Regions from separate parts of the Mus musculus genome. Here region 2 is linked to region 1. The links are chromatin contacts, called in public Hi-C maps. All regions are on one chromosome and are shown on one strand. The core of a region is the stretch at or near the end of the contact, and the rest is flanking DNA. Distances in the headings are between cores, read along the strand shown.

What was found. Hi-C and Micro-C count contacts between places; a contact is called where the count stands out from the background.
Region 2: a Hi-C map of uterus shows a contact between it and region 1, with 3 times the contacts expected there. The contact joins the promoter of Sod3 here to the enhancer-like site in region 1. A contact is called at or near these places in 3 of 484 Hi-C or Micro-C datasets (cerebral cortex, pre-hematopoietic stem cells and uterus) and 1 of 9 other capture datasets (adipose tissue).

The regions. Positions count from the first base shown.
Region 1 is chr5:52,252,841-52,257,654 of GRCm38.p6, forward strand. No RefSeq gene overlaps it. Among named protein-coding and RNA genes, the nearest start is that of C130083M11Rik, 39 kb to the left of the region's middle. Within about 2 kb of position 1,826, at least 29 of the 459 cell types and tissues checked have an H3K27ac peak or open chromatin away from gene starts, as enhancers often do. A contact at or near this core is called in adipose tissue and uterus, where this site is marked.
Region 2 is chr5:52,362,214-52,366,877 of GRCm38.p6, forward strand. Sod3 (superoxide dismutase 3, extracellular) reads left to right here and starts at 1,591. Exons shown (of 2, transcript NM_011435.3): 1 at 1,591-1,839.

The DNA of each region.
Region 1 (4,814 bases), core at 576-3,075:
GTGTAGTGACTGATAATAACAAACAAACAAACATTCAACCTTTAATCCCAGCACTTGGGAGTTCGAGACCAGCCTGATCTACAGAGTGAGTTCCAGGACAACCAGGGCTACACAGAGAAACCCTGTTTCATAAAACAAAACAAAATAAAACAAAACAAAATTTCCATCCTTGTGGGCTTTTACATGCAAATTGTGTATTTATCGGCCAAATGGATTGGCTTTTCACTTATTGTTTAAAACCTGGTTTTCCTTCCCCTTCTTCTTCCTCTTCTGTTTTGTTTTTGTTTGTTTGTTTTAAGACAAGGTTTCTCTCTGTAGCCCTAGATGTCCTGGAACTTGATCTGTAGACCAGACTGAGCCCAAACTCAGAAGTCCTCCTGCCTCTACCTTGCTAATGTTGGGATTAAAGGTATGTACCACTACACCAGTCTCTATAATAATTGATCACGAACACGTTTCCATGGTAATAGACTAACAACCACAAGAACATTTTTACTGCCAACATCACAGTGAGAGTATTTGGCCAGCTTCTGTTATGAGACTTAATTTTCTTCTTCTTTTCTTCATCAAAAACGATGGTGTACCCCAGTTTTCTTCTGTGCCTTTAAATGCATCTCGAAGTATTTCCATGGGAAATGATGCAGATAGATGAAAGAGCATTACATTCATTTGTAAGAAAATACTCGGTTTGACTAAAGTTCAAAACAAGTAAACACACTGTGAGAGCTTGAGTTTGGTAAGAGCAGAGAATAGGGTCTGGGTCGGCAGATTTAGGGACAGGGAGCCTAGAAGTGAATAATTCTCATTCTCGTCCCTAGCCAAAAGCAAGAAATGACTTTAGTTTGTCTTTCCCGGAAGCCAGGGACACCAGAAGGGAGCTCTGGTTTCTCGTCTCTCTTCTAAATGAGCATCCCCGACTGAAGACTGTACCAGAGGATGACAGAAACTGTAGTCCACACACTGATCCTCTCTGGTGAACAGCTTGGAACCGGATCTCCAGCTTTTCAGAGACGTAATGAGTTACCCCCCAATTTCAGCTCATCTCCTAAATGATGTTACGGTCTCAGCTTTTGAGGGGTAATGTGACGGTAGTCTTGCAGGCCAGTGAGGATGAATTTCAGGGCTCTGTTGAGTTCCATTAAAAGAAATCTATATCCTCATCTCCACAAGAACGCTATCTACCTCTGGCCCACAGTGGAGACATGAAATTCTCATCTGCCACGAAGATTAGTACACTGCCAGTAAGCAAGTATGTGGGGCGGGGAGTTCTTGGTTAATAATCGATGTGGGAGGGTCGAGGCTACTGTAGTTGTTACTCTTTGTGACGGCTGGTCCAGGATTATATAAAACACTGAGTTGACAAGATCCACAAGAGCAAGCCGATAAGCAGCATCCTCTCTGGCCTGTTTCAGTTCCTGCCTCCAGGTTCCAGCCCTGACCTCCCTCCGGGAGGCCAAACTCTTGCCTCCGCGACTTGCTTTTGGTCATGGTCTTTATCACAGCAATAGAAAACAAAAAGTAAGAAAATGTCCCTATGCAGTTTCTTGTTTGGGATTGTGTGAACTTGGATAAGCTTGTGGATGCTCACCAGACTTTGATATCTCCTTTAGTTCTTAGAATCTTAAGTGTATAGGAGAGACAAGAAAAGGAGGAAAAAATGAAAGAGGAAGAGAGGGAGAGAAATGAAAAAGAAAAAGTGAGGAAAGAAGGAAAGAGGAAGGAGGAGAAGAGAGAGAAGGGGAGCGAGGGAGGGAAGAAGCATTGGGGAAGAAAGGCGGCGCCACACAGACAGCACAAACTGCGCATGCCTTTACTCCAGAGGGAAGAAGGAAGCACTAGAGAAGGGAGAAGGCTGCTCCGCAGAGACAGCATACGCTGCGCATGCCTCTTTTCAGTAGAAGGCACTTGGCACATTTTCAAGTCTTTTTATTTGTTTATCTTCCGCCAGCCCTGCAATGGAGGCTGCGTGGCCCATCACTTCGATATTTCAGTCTACTCTCTGAGCATGAGGAAGAGTTAAAACCCACACACCAGGGCAGAGTGAAGCTTGTTTACTCCAAGATTCATGCCTGGTCTTGAAAGGTATCCCCTCCCTTGCCTCACAGCCCTGATGAAAGCGGAGATGGATGCTACACCAAAGGCAATGTCAGGGTGATGCATGCAAATCGGTTTTTGCGGGGGCGGGTTGTGTCTGGAAGGCCCGCTTCTCTACCCCCACACACATCTGGATCCTGTCTGACCAGGTGACAAGCAGACAAGCTCTCTTTCTGCCATTTCTTCCTAGCGAGGTCTCCAGAGCCTCTTTTCCAGGCAAGGGTCTCATAGGAGTGCTTTCTATGCCACAACACATTTCAGTCAACCACAGCCTGTCCCAAGGGCTCTGGTATTTCAGGATGCAGATCTGTCCGTGGGATGCAGGGTTGTCAGGGTTAAAATGTTTACTAGTTATTCAGACAGTCCTGTTTCCTTCCCCATCCATCTTTCCTACAGTCATTTATTAAACCTCTCTCATCTGGGGCGGTCACACACCACAACCACTGGGAACAAGACAGGCAAGCGCTCTGCCCTCTTGGAGCGTATGTTTTGGTTGGACAGGAAGACAAAAACAAACAAACAAACAAAACAAAACAAACAAACAAACAAAAACTAAGCATGCAAATCCACACTCCATGCTGAAATTACCAGAAGTGGTTCCTCGGGATAGGTGGTTGAGAAAGAGCCTTCGGTGGGTAAGAGGCAGAGGGGACAAGTTAGGGCAATGGGAATGGAGGTGCTGGGGTTGGACTGTCTCCTGATGTAGAGTGGGGTGCTTATAAAAAGATGGAAGTCATTTTTCTTTTCTTTGATTTGGATGAGATAAGACAGGAAGGCCTCCCCCTAATGCTGGTGCTATTCTCTGGGCTTTCCAGCCTCCAGAACTGTGCACCAAATAGACTTCTGGTTTATAAATTACCCAGCCTGGGGTATTCCGTCATAGCACCAGAAAGTGGCTTACAATAGAAAGATTGATACACAGAAGTGCAGCTGTTGCTGTGACAACTACGTGAAAAATGTAGAGTTGGCTTTGGAACTTAGGTGACAGTAGAAGTGGATGATTTTGAAGGAACAGACTAGAAAGAGCCTAGGCTTGCCACGGGTGGAGAGTTTAGGGTGATGCTGGTGAGGGGTCAGAGTGTTGGCAGGAATCTGAGGAGCAGATCTTTGCTGAGATCTCATTGGGGCCCAAGAACAGGGTATTAAGAAGAGGCCACTTCTGTTGTGGATTTCTGTACATGCCCCAGGGCTCTGTAAAAGGTGGGTCTGAAGAGGACTAAGCTTGATACTTGTTGGAAGGAAAATCCAAACTGCAGAGTTTGAGCTCCGTGTGTGTATGTGTTATATGCACGCTTTTTACATAAGCACTGAAGATTTAAGCTCAGACCCCACACTTACACAGCAGGTCCTCTTACCCACTGAACCATCTTCCAGACCCCACCTCACTTTATGAGTCCGTCTCTCAGTGAACCTGGAGCGCACTGGAGTGCACTGGTTGTTCACACTGACCGACAGGTCCCCAAGATCTCTCCACCTGCCTGAACTGACATTATAGATGCGTGCCTCGATTCGTGCCTCGATTTTCATCTTTGTGCTAAGGACTCCAAATTCAGGCCTCATGACCCCTCTATTGTCTTTATAACGGGTGTCTTTCTGTAACACCATACCACTTCCTTTCCTAAAAGGTAAAAACTCTGTTTGTGGTAAAGAGTGCCCTTCAAATTATAGCCCCATCGAGAGCAAACATTGACTTTAGAATTCTCCTAGATCCCATGCAAATGACAAAGGAACTTTTGTGTTGCCCCCGAGGAAGAGTGTATAAGCCTTAAATTACTTCCTTTCTTTATTTTGTTTTCCTCCACTTCTGGCTAACCCTTCCCTTTGGAGGAAATAATCCAGTTGGATCAGCTGTTTGTGCTACCAGAGACACCCTCTGTCTTGTGTGGGTGGCACCTCTGCCCTGCCTCTCCCTGTTGCGCTCTTTTCATTCCTTCCCTGTCTGTAAATTAGTTTGAATCTCATTGACATAACCAGCTCATGTTTGCATATTCCTCCTGATCCCGGAGCCTGCTGTCATTACAGATTCACACACTCCCTGTTCTCTGCTTCCCCTGAGATGGTTCTTACGGAAAGTATTGACATGCAGCTACTAGGGCAAAGGGACAGGGGGCAGAGAGTGAGGGCTTAGCAGGCAAGTTCCTGGTATTTCACAACTAGAAATCTGTTCAGGGTTTTCTCCTCTAATGCAGATGCCCTTTGAGGAGAAATGCCTTGAGCATTTCCAGTTAATAATGTAAAGAGGATTAATATGAATAGCATTTACGTTTGCAAGGCAGGTCCCAAAGTACTGTGATTTGTATTAAATCCTGTGGCCTTCCAATGGGCGGGATGGGCCACAGACCATTGTTTCCACTACTGTCAAAGGGACAGGTTTACCTGTCAGTACCAGAGATAAAAGCAACTGGGTCCTGGTCACCTAGCTGCTAGTTGGTGCAGTTGTGACAAAAGTCCATGGTTCTGGAACTTATGGGCAAGTGCTTTCTGCAGATGCTCAGTTTAACTCTACAGAGCAATATAGCCACTTTTGCATCCTCGGTGGCAGTTGTTTGGATGGAAGGACTCAAAGGAAATTGGACACGAGCTACACCTGACGGGAGGCTGTGCTGATGACACAGCGATTGAAGTGTCTGCCCGAGGATGAGGATCCGACTTTGGATCCCCAGAACCTACTCTACAAAGCTCAGTGCGGTGTGTCCTATGTCTGGACCGACACTGCTGGG
Region 2 (4,664 bases), core at 341-2,840, 110 kb after region 1:
AACAGTATACGCACATAAAATAAGTAAATAAATCTTAAAAAAAAAAGAAAGAATCACTTCAAAGACTGAATGAAAATAAGGATTTAACAAGATGATTGGAGAAGCCAGGATTTGGTAGGGTGTATGTGGGTGGTTGTGGGTGGCTGTAGGTGGTAGGTGGCTGAGGGTGGCTGGCAGCCATGGGCAGTGGGTAGTACCTGACACTCTATAAGCTCATTTGTTGAGGACAGCTACTGCCAACAGCAGATAAAAAGTTCAGGGCTGAACTGGCTTCTAGGGGACGCCACCTGAAGGAGGTTCACTGAGCTCCAGGAGGCACGCAGAGAACAGGTTACCGAACAAACTTCCCACCTGCCAGGCCTGGCGACTGGAGGTGTCAGGGGCCATTCTGTCTCTAGCTGTACCACTGATGCTCGGTTATCTTCCTAAGTGTGTGAACCACATGGGGCAGAAACTTGTGCAGCTTGGAGACTCTGGTGTGTGGTGTGGTAGGGGGCAGGTACCCAATAACCATTTGTCAAAGGAATTCAGGGGACAGACAAGCGGCAGCAAGCTGGGGATGCTTCTCTGGGAAAGAGAGCCTTTTATTTCTAGAGAGTTTCTGTGATGGACAGGAGCTCCCAACAACAAAAGAAATAAGGAGCCTGGGATTGGAGGTTCCTGGCTCCTCCAATCTGTGTAGTCTATGTAACAATCTTCCTGGGCAGGCCTCAGTTGGCAGAGTGCTTTCCTAACACGCATGAAGGCCTGTGTTTGACCCCAGCGACACACCAACGTGATAGTGCACGCCTGCAATCCCAGCATTTGGGAGCTGATGACAGGGGGATTAAAAGTTCAAGGTAATCCCCAGTTACAGATGGAATTGAAGCTAGCTTGGGTTAAATGCAACTTTGTTTCAAAAACAAACAACCCTCCTTTGTCATTTTAATACAACAGTGGCAACAATCATAATGTTATTGTCACGGTCATTGTTGACTCACTAATGTCCTTATGAAAACCAGACACTGGCTTTACTCCTTTGATTCTCATGGGGGATGAGAGCTATTATATTACAGATGCTGAGAGGGAGGTAAAGGGAGGGCTTCCAGGAGCACACGGGTAGGAAAAGGCAAGACTGAAGGCACACCACCATGCCTGCCCCACACCTTGTGTGGTAGCACAGCTCTGGAGAGAGTGTCTCACTCAGCTGCCAAGTGCCCATGTCTGTCTTAAACACATACCAACATCTAGCAAAAGAAGTCAGTAGCTGAGGGAGTCAGGGGAAAAGAAAAGGCCCTTCGAGAAAGAGACCATTGTGCCTCTTCAAACAAGACTATTTTCTTTCTCATTTCTGCTCCCCTGCTGCGTTCTGAAGGTCACTGACTGCGTCTGCACGAGCCAGGGAAGTCACGAAAGACATACTTGGCAAGCAGAACCAGCAGTGGGAAAGGGACTGGGAGGTGGGGACAAGGAGAAGATGAAGTGGGGGAGGAGGGGGAAAAGGAGGAAGAGGAGAAGGGGAGGAAGAGGAGGAGGAAGAAAAAGAGGAGGAGAAAGGAATAAGAAGGGGAGAAGGAGACGGAGTAGGAAGAGAAGGGAAAAGAAGGAGGGGGAGGAAGAGGAGGAGGCAGCAATTTTACCACAAGGGACAGCCAAGCTGGCTTTGCTTCTCTTGGCCAGCCCAATGACCTTCCTCCCATTTGCTGACCACTCCCCCGGGCTGGCCTCCCTGCTGCTCGCTCACATAACAGCCAGCTGGACAGCTCTGGGGAGGCAACTCAGAGGCTCTTCCTCCGGCCTCTAGCTGGGTGCTGGCCTGAACTTCACCAGAGGGAAAGAGCTCTTGGGAGAGCCTGACAGGTGCGTGCCAAACTGAAGTTCATTTCATTCTTTTAGGAGTGTGCTTCTTAAGTTCTGGAAACTGGGTTGGGCAGCCGGCACTGGTTAGAAAAGGTTCAAAATCATGTTTGGGGGAGAGAAACCCCATTAATGACAGGCCTGGCTTTTCTAGAGTGGGGAGTAGAGTCATGGGAAGATGGGAAGGAGGGTGGTGGGACAAAGCTTTCTGCTCTGGGCCTGCAGTGGCTGGGCCAGGAGGTCTTTCGTGCTATAAATGTCATGTATGGAAGGCTGTCTGTGGACGCTGAGGGGCTTGGGGTGGAGTTAGGGAGGATGAGCAGGGACTCTGAGGGGTCACCTGGGTTCTGTCAGCCATGGCTTACAGCAAAGGCTTCTTATAAGGAGCCACTGAGGAAGAAAATGCCTGGGGGAAGGGAGACACTCGAACAAGGAGTCTAGGTTTACCTGGAGGTGCAGAAAGATGCTCTTTTTTGTTTCGCTTCATTTCTTAAGAGAATATATATATATATATATATTTTTTTCAAGTGTTCATTTTTAGAGAAGCCCACAAACACACTCCAGTTGGATTTTGCTCTAGGCTCTGCAGGAAGAATTCCTGAAGTGAAGCCTGAGCACAGAACATTCCTAAGTGACAGCTGCCTCAGGAGAGGGTCAGAGTCCCTGTCCAGTGAGAGAGCTGGGGGCAAGATGCATGAGGCTCCTCCTGTACTTCACCCTCTCCCGCTATGCTCTAACGGCAGGGTCACACTAGGCCACATCAAAGGGGAGGGGTCTGTAGGTTTTACGTTCTCAATGTCCCCTGAGACCTAACATCTTTGTTCTTCTCAAGCCATCTCTGGGTATCCCCTCCTTCCTCGGCCTTCACAGAATCCCCAAGCTGGTGATTCTCACAGCTCCATCAACCACTCACTTCGAAATCCTGCCCTTAGCTCTTCGGTGACTATGTAACCACCATGGGAGAGACCCTCACTTCTGTGTCCCTGCTCTCTGCCCACTTGTATCCAGGTAAGCACCCACTTCATAGGGTGCTTGCCGGGATCCAAACCTCGGGACTGGGGAGATGGCTCTGTCAGTAAAGTGCTTGCTATGAGCAAGGGCCAAAGTCTGATCTGCAGAATCCATGTAAAAGCCAGGCACAATCATGGAGATTGGAGGGCTTGCTGGCCTAGCGATCTAGCTGAATCAGTGATCTACACACACACACACACACACACACACACACACACACACACACACACACATGAACTCCTCTACAGAGAGATGTACACACACAAACATACACATATATATATTCCATATATATATATTTCAAATATATATATATATTTCATATATGCCAAAAGCTTTTTAACAGCGCATGGCCCAAATATTCAACAGGTGTTGGCACTTCAGTTTTCTCTTTGAGGCCTGGTAGCAAGCTCTCCAGAGGTAGGCATGCCTGCACCTACTTGCAACTGAGAACTAGGCTCAGAGAGGAAGCAGGCCCATCTACAGCTTGCAGCTTAGCACAATTGCTACTGAGCATAGAAAGAGCAATGGCAGATAACCTCAGAGCGTAAGTGGTAGTCAAGTTTTAGATTCATGGGGTGAGTTCCCGAATCCATTCTTATAATCACCATACTAAATTGTCCCTCCATAACAGCTTTGGAAAGAACTCACACTCCATTCTTTTTAAATGGCACCTATTCAGGGGTTGCGGAAGGACTCTGAAAGCACAGGTGACCTTCAACCAGCCCCTTGGAGGCATCATTAATCCCTTAGGGCAGCCTTTAAAATGTGAAAGTATCTCATTTATAAATATCTGCCTTGACCCTCATCATGGCCCCCAATAGCAGAACTGGTCTTATTTTATAGGTAAGGAGCCAAGGCTGTGGATTGTAGCCCTGTGAAGTCACAGTAGAGTCACCCTCCATGTCCTTCGGTTATGCATTGCAGACAACCTCAGACAGAAATTACAAAACTCAAACAGACAAAAAGCCCCACCCTACATCTGCACGGAACATAGAATACAGACCTTTATTCTCGCAATGACTGTTTACGCAGCATTTACCCTGGTAACTGCAGTAAGCCATCCAGGCATGTTTTAAAGAGTACAGGACCATCTGAGCTGTTTCTGTGCACACATCTTGCTATCTTATGTAAGGGACTTGGGCATCCATGGATTTTGGAATCCATGAGGCATCCTGGAATCAATCACCCACACATCAAATGAGTCAGCTGTGTTGTAACTGAGGTTGGATTCTGTACCTTTCCGTTGTCTTTGAATTGGGCACCAGGATATTTAAACCAAAAAAAAAAAAAAAGCAAAATCCAGTTAAGCTCTTCTGAATTGGAATCATCTTGGTTTTTAAAAACTAGAATCCAGGCTGAAAAGATGGCCCAGTGGGTAAAGCAAAAATGGGGAGTTTGGATCCCCAGAAACCATGCAAGAAGCTGGATGGGCATGGTGGTCCACCCATAATCTCAGCACCCTGGAGGAGGAGAGAGGAAACCCCCATCCGGCTAGCTAGACTAGTAGCCAGACAAGAACAAGCCTCAGGCTCAGTGAGAGACTCTGTCTCCATACATAAGGTAGAGGGCAACTGAAGAAGATGTCTGATGTTAATCTTGGGCTCCTACACAGACACACACACACACACACACACACACACACACACACACACTGATGCACACTCCACACTAAGCCAATCTCCTGGACTCTCCCAATGCCAGACCTGAGCTTCCAGACGTCCCCATCACTGCTTACATACTAGCCCACTTCCTCTTGGGCCTGGTACCCACAAGCACTCACACATTCTTCTCTTTGGGGCACCTTGGTGTTTGGC